2 separate regions of the Mus musculus genome follow, and region 1 is linked to region 2. Evidence: chromatin contacts called from public Hi-C data. All regions are on one chromosome and are shown on one strand. Each heading gives the region's core, a stretch centred on a gene start, on an enhancer-like site or on the middle of the called end of the contact. The rest is flanking DNA. Distances are from core to core; before and after follow the strand shown.

Region 1 (4,690 bases), core at 1,011-3,510, 220 kb before region 2:
GTAATGCACACTATAAGATCCACAGCAATAACTACAACAATACAGAGCAATCAGAAGAACATACTCTAATAAAGGGCTCTTCCCTCACCCTCAATCTGAGGAACAACTGTACTCTGATAGTTTGTTAACGGTTTTGTTTTGTTCTTGCTTTTGCAAGGAGATCCATCCTAGCACCACTCTCTTCCACAGTCTGGGGACCTGCACTTTGAGACGCACTAGCTGGAGCATGCTCTCAAACACTGTGTAAGGAGAGGAAACATGCTAGAGGTTGAAAGCACACAGAAGATTTTGAAAATAATACCAAAAATAGGTCAGGGGCTGGGGAGGCGTCCATCATGGTGGGTAGAGCACTCACTGAGCAAGCACGGGGACCAGCCTGTGGATCCCTAGAATCCACAGAAAAGCCAGGAGAGTGTGGTAGCCATTCTGTAATCCCAGCTCCGGAGGGAGAGACAAGGAACCACCTGGGGGGGGGGGCATTCAGGCTGGCCAGACTGTCCAAGACAGCAAGCTCTGTGTTCAGAGAGAGACCCTGCCTCGATATATAAGATGGAGTAGAGGAAGAGCCTCAAGCCTCTCCACATGGGCATACACAGCTGCACAGACATGTGCCGACACACAAGCAAGCACTCGTACACATACATATACGTCCCCCGGAGATAAAGCAAATAAAAATGCCCTGAGGTAGACAAAATACACTCTCGGAACTAAATTCATCTCTTCTTTCTTTTATCTTTACTACTATGGTTATGAGAAAAATCAATATTATGCATGTGACCCAACTGTATATCTATGAGAAAGAAATGATGTTTTTAATTGTCAGTTTTATATTCTGTGTACACAGTACTGGATTACATAATGACATTTCATGCAAGTCTATTTTATTGTTTGGTAGATTCCCTTCATAGCACCTCTCTCCCCCTTCTCACCCCCACCTCCTGTTACATTCCTTTATTCCCTGAGGTAGTTTTATTTCCACTTTTATGTTATGCATACAAAGATGTCTCTATATAAAATCTGGACACTACACTTGAGAACAAATACTCTATCTGTCTTTCTGAGACTGAATTCCTTTACTTAGCAAGGTTAGATCCAGTTGTATCCACAGCATCAGCCTACCATGGTCCAATATGGCCTGTCAACTGTTTATGTAAATGAAGTTCCCAGAAATCAACTTATCTGAGATTACTCATCTGGTCACCAGAAAACAGAATCAGAGTCTGTTTCAATACATACATGAACATGTGTTCAATACATACATGAACATCTGTTCAACACATACATGTTCAGGTACATACACAGACACACACATAGACACACACGGTTACTGGGTTACATACACAAATAAAACATTAGTCAGTCTCAGCAAGGCCTGAGACACCATTTCTACCTCAAGCACACTTTCCCAAAACTCTACTCACTCACCCTATCTAGATATTGGTGCAAAAAAAGTGCATGCCTCTAACTACCACCCACATAAGCACCAGCTACCCCAGAAAGAAAGGGGGACAGGTGTGGATTCCCCTAAAAGAGAATCAGATCTTCCAGAGAACTGAAGGGCGTAAATTGTTCTTCCACTTCAGGTAAAACTTCAGCATGCCTTCTCCTCAGCATGCCAGTAAATGCTGCCCTTTGGAGCACATTCTCTCCCTCTTTCACCCTCCTTGGTCAAAGTAGAAGATGTCTACACCCGTCCAGAGTCACATCAAGGATTTTCCTTGAGAGGTCTTGGTTTCTGTATTCAACCCTCAAATCTTAGGGCTTCAATCTCAGATATCTCAATTATTCAAAGTGACTTTGGAAACAGTGTATGGGAAAGGTTTTCTGGGCTGTTTTAAAAAGAGAGACTTGATAAGATAACAATATCTTATCAAGTAACAATTACTCATAACCCTGTGTGTGTGTGTGTGTGTGTGTGTGTGTGTGTGTACCTATACATGTACACATTAAACACAGTTCTCAAAGGGTGAATAGGATTATTTTTGCTTACATCTACTTTAATTTTTTTCTATTGTGAAAAGTCATTTGCTTGTATAATTTTTCTGTTCCTGGTTGGAAAGAGCTCTGTGAAGAGAGTCTGGGGGTAGGGGGAGGTGTTGAGTCCATTGCCAGGCTCCCACTGACTTCTATAGGAAGACACATGACATGACTTCAGGCTAGTATAAAAGTAAAACTGTGATGGGTTGAGGGTCAGTTGCAGAGGTTAGCTAGCCAGCTCTGAGCAAAAGAGAGTCTGCAGCGCCCCCCGGTGTCAGGGCAGTGGAAGTCCCAGGCACAGGCAGAAGAAGCAGGATTCTGCGCATCTCAGGAGAGCAGGCCCTGTGGGCAGCCCCGTGGAACAAACTAGGTTCCCAGTGCCAAGGAGCAGTTAAAGCCTTCTTGAGTTTGTTGTTCATATTTCTTCTTGCCAGATACGACATCTGAAAAGCCCATGTCCTGTCCTTTGGCGGCTCACAGAAAGGGCCCAATGTTCTCACACTCACTTTTTCCCCAAGAGAGCAGAGGGTCTTGGGAAAGCCTACTGAGGGGCTCCCCTGGTCCCTTCAGTGTCGGGACAGCCTTGGCGTCTGCAGAACCTCCTTCTCGAGAAGATTCAGAATCAGTGAGGTGCACACATATTTGCTTGGAGGGAGAGGGTAATAAATATATCATTGACAAGGGTTGAAAGCTGTTTACTTCTGGAGGGCTCAATTGTGCGTGTTTTGGGACAATAGAAGCATCATTGGGTTTAAGCAGTAATAAGCGATAAGTTAAATCAGCCACCTTTTCTAAGCACTTTTGTGTTCCAGCACAGGTCAAAATGACAGGTAGCTAGTATTTCATGCCCCAAGGCAGCCGCCATTACTCCTAATGTATAGTAACCTTATATGAGGAGCCTGCATTTCCATAAGGCCAAATCATGTGTCCAGGAAGTACCTTGCCCTGTATTCGAACATCTTGAGGTTTGTCATTGGCGGCAGCTGTCTTACACTAAGGCTTAGGTCAGAGTAACATGTCATGGAGCAGAAAACCCAGGCTGCATTCTCTGGGCACACAGGCTGTGACGCTGTGTGGCTGCCAGATGGTGAGTAGCCGACTGTCATCCAGAAGCCCCATCTCTAACACCTAGCAGAGGGCCAGCCGATCTGCAAGCATCTGTGAAGTGAATAGCGGGTGCCACATTTTATTGCCACCTGAGTGATGCATGTTACACTCCAGGAGGGTTCTCTGTGTTTACAGCCCCCACATGCAAGGCATCCGCAGTTTCTGATCTCCCTCCAATGCTAATTAATAATTGGGGTCCTTCCCTGATCACTTTAAAGGCAGATGGCTGAAGATGTGGTCCCCAGCGTGCACAGCCCATCTAAAGGACTCTGATAGCCCAGCTCCTCAGTCCTTTCTACAGATTCACTGTTCCAGACAGGGAAGGGAAGCCAACTCCCAAACCTGAGTTCATAATTAAGCCTTGAATCAGACTGGACTTTGGCAATGAGCAGAGGACATCCAGACAACAAGTGAAAGGACATTTTACACACAAAAAGAACAGTCACCCACCACTTCCCCTTCCAACCTGAATACATGCTCCTAGATTTTTTTATCTTCCCTAGAAAAATAACCAAATTTAGGAATAAACCAAAAAGGGAAATGGAGATGCCCTTTGAAGTAGAGTGAGATTGATGCCCAGTTTGCCCTCAGTGAAGTAACACTGGCATCTGACCATTCAGTCAATATGCCTGATAAATGCACATCACAGCTTACACAAGACTATTGTGAATGTGCTGAGACCTTTTACAGTGGCCTACACTTGGGGGAACTCATCCGAAATAAGGCCTATTCTAAAATCGTGTTGAATGTCTTATATAACTTATTGTCTACTGTACTAAAAGGGAATAGCAAAATCAGCATGAGTGTACTCTTACCATCATGAAGACAATACTCGCAAGTCAAGACATCTTAAGTCGGAGACCATCTGGTTACTTGAAATGGACCAAGCACCCTCCCATTCACTTGACCGTGAACCTTCTGTGAGTGTTCCCTCCCTTGGCTTCATTCTAACTCTCTTTCCAATACTTCTTCTTGACCCACTGAAAAAGAGTCACTTCCATTCCAAGATCAACCTTTTCTTTTTTCCTCAAAAGGCAGACTATTTTACTTCCCCCTGCTCAGGTAGCCCCATTGTCCTGGCTTTCTTAGGACATTTGCAGCACACATTTTATAGATACCCTGTCCCTGATGTAATGTCAGCTGACATAGAGTGACCAAAGTCACATTCAGGTCTCCGAAGCCTCTGTGTGCTGTGCAGGCATCACAGGAACAGGCTGCTTGCTTTCAGCATCCACACCCTCGTTCCTATGGATGGTGAATATGCAGAGAGGAATGCTTGAACTTGAACATGCAGATGTGCAGAGGTACCTTAAAAATACACCAAATACCTGAAAGTTCAAATAGCTAACTGAATTCTCCTGGTTGAAAACAACAACAATAAAACCTAACTTCAGCTCGAAGACTGTGAACTTTGTCCTATTTAAAATGCCTGTGTGATCTAGCAATAACTGACCAGATGGGCAGATGCCTGCTTGTCCCTGAAGAGTGCATCCTATAGTCTTACCTTCCCTTGATTCCATGGATGCTGCAAGGTTGTCAATCCACTGGCCAAGAGCAGATGGAAAACCAAGTAAATTGAAAGCCAGAGATTGGGTCAGTCTCTTAG
Region 2 (5,059 bases), core at 331-2,830:
CATGCTCCTGTAATCCCGGCCCTTGGGAGGTATGTGCAGGAGGCTGGGGGTTCAAGGACATCCTTGGCTACTTAGTAAATTCAGTATCTAAAAAACAGACAGACAGAGGGAGAGAGGGGGGACCAGGAGGGATGGGAGGAAGGAATATTTTTTTCCACATAGGTATTAGAAGAGTCCTCCTGTCCTTTCTGAGCACATAGTTATGGACTGTAGGCTGTTCACAGAACTTATGTGTATTTTTTGTTTGGTTGGTTAGTTTTTGGTTTTGGTTTTTGGTTTGTTTGTTTTTTGTTTTTTTTTTTTCAAGACAGGGTTTCTCTGTGTAGCCCTGGCTGTCCTGGAACTCACTTTGCAGACCAGGCTGGCCTTGAACTCAGAAATCTGCCTGCCTCTGCCTCCCAAGTGCTAGGATTAAAGGTGTGTGCTTCTGCCGCCACCACCACATGTTAACAACAGACTTCACATAGGAAATTCTCCAAAAGTTAACCAAAATTTTATATTTAGCAATAAAAAGAGAATAGACTTAAAGGCTTAACCTAAAATTCTGCTTTTAAATCAGCTTTCAGTCACTGTGACAGAATCTTTGAGAAAATCAACTTAAAAGGGGAAAGTTTTATTTTTGCTCTTGGTTTCAAAGGTTTTGGTCCCTGGTCATGAATGCATGTTTCTGGGCCCTAGAAAGGCAAACTGCTGTGGCTGGGAGCAGATGTAACAGAAAGGTGGCAGACAAGAGCAGAAGAGAGGGGAGAGTTGGGACAAGAGTGGGCCCCAAGAGTGTGCTCCTGACACTTATTTCGTCCACTGTGAGCCTTTGTTCCACAGTGCCCACCACCTCCCAGGACCTCACTCAGTTATAAACATAGCATCAGGCTACCTTATGAGTGAGATGCAGGCACCCTTTGAGAGCCCTCAGCACATGGACTTTAGAGGGACATTTCCGATCCAAACCACAGCATTGCTGTCACAGGATTAATACAGCTTTTCGGGAAGCAGGAGGGATGTCCTAATTCTCAGGCTATAAGATTTAACACTGCAGCTCTGTGATAGGTCCCAGAGATGCAAGATTTTAGGTCATTGTGCACTGGCTTTCCAAAACCCAGAGGTTAATATGGATAGCCTGGAAATGTCCCGTCCCAGTTTGGCACCTGATTGTCCCTCTGTAGAGTCATGCCAACCTGAGGCATTCACCTAAGCTCTCTGAATCTTGCTTGCTCTTCTGTACACAGGGGCCATAACTTCACCCAAGAGCCCTTGTAAGGAGACACCAGCTGCTTTACATGTAGTAAGCCCTACACATTTGATTGACAGTCAGCTATCGCAGTTATCAGAGATGGCTATGCCTCTGCCCTCACACACAGTTTCTCACCATTTGCCAGCAACACAACTTCATTCCCCACCCCACCCAACCCCACACCCCCCACCCCACCCCACAAACAAAACAAATCACAAGGAATGAGTTGGACAGATAGTAGTAGGATTTACTGACCCTGGGAAGGACTCTGGCTGAGAAGGAGAGGCCTCCAGGCAAGTCCTCTGTGGGCGGACGTTGCCAGGAAGCATTGGGAAGGGTGAAAGCATCCCCAGTCCCTCCCAGATGGCCAGGCTCCCACTTCTTAGTTTCTCACTCCTTCTTCAGCCTCTCCAGCCCTGGCTGGGCTCCTCTTTCCTGGGAAACACAAACAGGCAGCAGAGAAAATGCAGTCTGCCTTTGAGCTTAGTCCAGGCAATTCTTAAATCATCCTGCCCTGGGGGTGATGGGACGTTTGCTCTCCTTGGCCTGCCCTTGTCCCCCAACTGCAATCTTCCTCATACTTTCTGTATGTTTAGCAATATGAAACCCAGCTAGCTATCAAAAAAAATGGCTACTCCTGTTTACTTTTCTTTGCCCAAACCACGGTCTCAAACTGCGGCCTTTATTAATCTGTCAGTCAGAACTAGGCAAATGTACGGAAATGCTGGATCTGCTAACTAACTGCTGGAACTCCAAAGACGAGTGTCGTTACTGTTGCAGGGCAGAGGGAACGCCATCACCATTTACTCAGACCCAAGGCGATGTGTCACTCTGTCATGTAGTACACAGCAAATGAGTGATGGATCACGCTGCTTGGTGGTGATTTTTATTGGCTCCCCATAGAAGACAACCAAATGCTTTTTGTTGAGATCTTACAGTTGAGCTCCGCCTGCTTTATTCACTGTCAGAGAGCTTTCATTATTATTTTCAAAGGAACACAAGGCTATAGTTTCTTTTCTTTTCTTTTCTTTTTTTTCTTTTTTTTTGGGGGGGTTGTTTTTTGGGTTTTTTTTTTTTTTTTGGTTTTTTTTCGAGACAGGGTTTCTCTGTGTAGCCCTGGCTGTCCTGGAACTCACTCTAAAAACCAGGCTGGTCTCAAACTCAGAGATCTGCCTGCCTCTGCCTCCCAGGTGCTGGGATTAAAGGCGTGCGCCACCACGCCCGGCAAGGCTATAGTTTCTTGGAAATCAAAAAACTACAAAATAGTGGGGAGCGAGACATGGGGAATGGTGGTGGTCCCATGCAGAGTTCCCCCTTAACAATACCTGTTCTGACTGTCAAAGGCTGGAATCTTTGTCTCCAAGAGGACTAATCAGATTTCTCTTTCCTGGAATGTAAAAGCATAAATGAATGGTAAACTGGGATATCTTAGGGCCACACCCTTGATAGAAAGCCTCCATGACAATGGCAGCATCTATAACCTAAGCATTCAGAGAGCTGAGGAAGAAGGATCCTTGAGTTCAAGGCTAGCCTGGGCTATTTAGTGAGAGCCCATCTAAAAACCAAAAGCAAACACAACAATAATAAATCCTGCTTTCAGGTGCTTACGAAATATGACACTTGTCTGTGCCTATTGACTCTGATTCTTCCACAATGCAATAGCTTGTGGTCGATGCCAGTGTGGTGCCTGTACCTTGTACAGTCACACACAGGCACGTGTTCAAAGTGTACACACACACACACACACACACACACCCTACGTGTGTGCATAATGCTCTATGAAATAAAATGAAAATGTATACAGTTAAAGTGTAACAATTGTCTATGCAGCTGGGTGTGGGACTTTTAATACTGATTAAAACCACTACATACTGGGGGCTGGAGAGATGGCTCAGTGGTTAAGAGCTTTGACTGTTTCTCCAGAGGTTCTGAGTTCAAATCCCAGCAACCACATGGTGGCTCACAACCATCTGTAATGAGATTTGACACTCTCTTCTAGTGTGTCTGAAGACAGCTACAGTGTACTTACATATAATAAATAAATCTTTTTTAAAAACCACTATATTCTGGAGCCAATACTTCACTCCTATATAAAAGCAAGAATGTCTCCTTTTGGAAAGGAGAAAACAAAGATGGGAAAACTCTTGTGTCATTCAGGCAGGTTTGTAACTTCTATACAACCATGATGAGTTCCACCATTGCCCCCAACCCTATGGCCCTCTAAAGGGGAAAGGCCACAGACCAGAGCATATGTGGGCTTGCTTTCATCTGGTGGGAGCAAAGAGTATCCAGTATGGCGACAGGAAAATGAAGGAAGCATTTTACCGTTCCCTCTTGAGCATCTCCGGGTCATTTTATGTTTTGTTTCTTTTGTTTCTTCCTCTCCTTCTTTCTTCTCTCTTTCTTTTTATTACACTCAGAAAATAAGTTGTCTTTGTCTCTCTGGCTGCTTTGATTAGTTCTTAGGGTAACCAACAGAAACAGGAAGACAGAGAAAATGATTTCAAAGTAGTCAAGTAGTCATGTTCTCTTTCCCTCAGCATCATCTCCCAACACACACACACACACACACACACACACACACACACACACACACACACACACTTTCCTAAAAAGCAAGACAGAGAGTTTATCAAATGGGAGTGGGGCTTGGAATGTTCAAGCCCTTCGGTGATTCTCAGGTTTCTTTTTCTGTCCTCATTTACTGGCATGTTTGTGGAGGTTGTATACTCATGAACCATCCACATGTAGTTGGCTTGTGGATAACAGTAAGGATTTGAGGCCATGGAAACCCTGAGAAGGTGACAGAGGGTGCAGATGTGAGCAGCAATGAGCAAATTCCCTGGGAGCTGGAGTGGGGGTCCGGGAGTCATCATGTGATCCACTGAGGTAGGGGTCAGGTGAAATGCACTCCTGTTTCAGGATTGCTGGGAACTAACCATGAGCCCAAGACTTGGCTCACATCTCTCTGAAGGCTGTCTTTCTCTTCATCAGAAGTAGTCACTCACCTTGCCTTGTTACCCTACCTTGGCAGGTTGAAAAACTTCAGGCAGATTAGCAAAGCTGACTGTGAATTATATGTAAAGGGAACAGGATACTCCAAGACCAACTTCTCCGCACAAAGGAGATTTATTTGCCCCAGAAAGACAAAGGGCAGGGAACAAGAGACAAAGACACAATGTAGAGGACAGGGAGAAGGGGAAAGGAACAAGGGAGGGGGAAAATATTCTGTCCTGAGGGACAAAGGACTACCTCTGAATAGAGAGGAGATGGCCCATTAGAAGATGACAGTTTATAAAGGTAAAAGGGGAAATCCTGTGTTAGGAAGAAGTGTTTAATTTTAATTGGGCATGTTAATTATGGTGGCCAGTGGAGGTGAGAGCTTTTGATTGCTAGACTTCAATACTTTGATAGTCAGCCTCCAGAGGAGGAGATGGCCAAATAAGGGAATAGACCTTAGAAGCTAGCTTTAGAAATGTAATCTAATGGCTTTTAACAAAGGAGAGAGAATCAGGGAGAAGGGCAAGACCTGCCAGAGCCATGTTTGCCGTGCCTGGGCTGGCTAGAATCCCTTTAATATGAATATATATTAATATACCATATGAGAACCATATGAATATACCGTCATAATAATTCCCCAGCCATGCTTCTGCTATTGCTTAGATCAGGTGTCCCTAGACTCTTAGCCAGTCTTTTTTTTTTTTTTTAAATTTATTTATTTATTATATGTAAGTACACTGTAGCTGTCCTCAGACACTCCAGAAGAGGGAGTCAGACCTCGTTAGGGATGGTTGTGAGCCACCATGTGGTTGCTGGGATTTGAACTCC

What was found. Hi-C and Micro-C count contacts between places; a contact is called where the count stands out from the background.
Region 1: a Hi-C map of cerebral cortex shows a contact between it and region 2, with 2.5 times the contacts expected there. The contact joins two enhancer-like sites. A contact is called at or near these places in 2 of 39 promoter capture datasets (the 3T3-L1 cell line and pre-B cells), 1 of 15 datasets of contacts at CTCF or cohesin (the NIH/3T3 cell line), 13 of 484 Hi-C or Micro-C datasets (B cells, the Patski cell line, cerebellum and 7 more) and 3 of 115 datasets of contacts at active chromatin or transcription factors (astrocytes, bone marrow-derived dendritic cells and embryonic hindbrain).

Annotation. Positions count from the first base shown.
Region 1 is chr2:102,679,926-102,684,615 of GRCm38.p6, reverse strand. The region is part of intron 1 of Slc1a2 (solute carrier family 1 (glial high affinity glutamate transporter), member 2); the gene reads right to left. It overlaps LOC115489466 (a long non-coding RNA gene), which reads right to left. Exons shown (of 2, transcript XR_003953884.1): 2 at 2,010-4,690. Among named protein-coding and RNA genes, the nearest start is that of Slc1a2, 24 kb to the right of the region's middle. Within about 2 kb of position 2,260, at least 6 of the 459 cell types and tissues checked have an H3K27ac peak or open chromatin away from gene starts, as enhancers often do. A contact at or near this core is called in cerebral cortex, where this site is marked.
Region 2 is chr2:102,460,737-102,465,795 of GRCm38.p6, reverse strand. No RefSeq gene overlaps it. Among named protein-coding and RNA genes, the nearest start is that of Fjx1, 11 kb to the right of the region's middle. Within about 2 kb of position 1,580, at least 48 of the 459 cell types and tissues checked have an H3K27ac peak or open chromatin away from gene starts, as enhancers often do. A contact at or near this core is called in cerebral cortex, where this site is marked.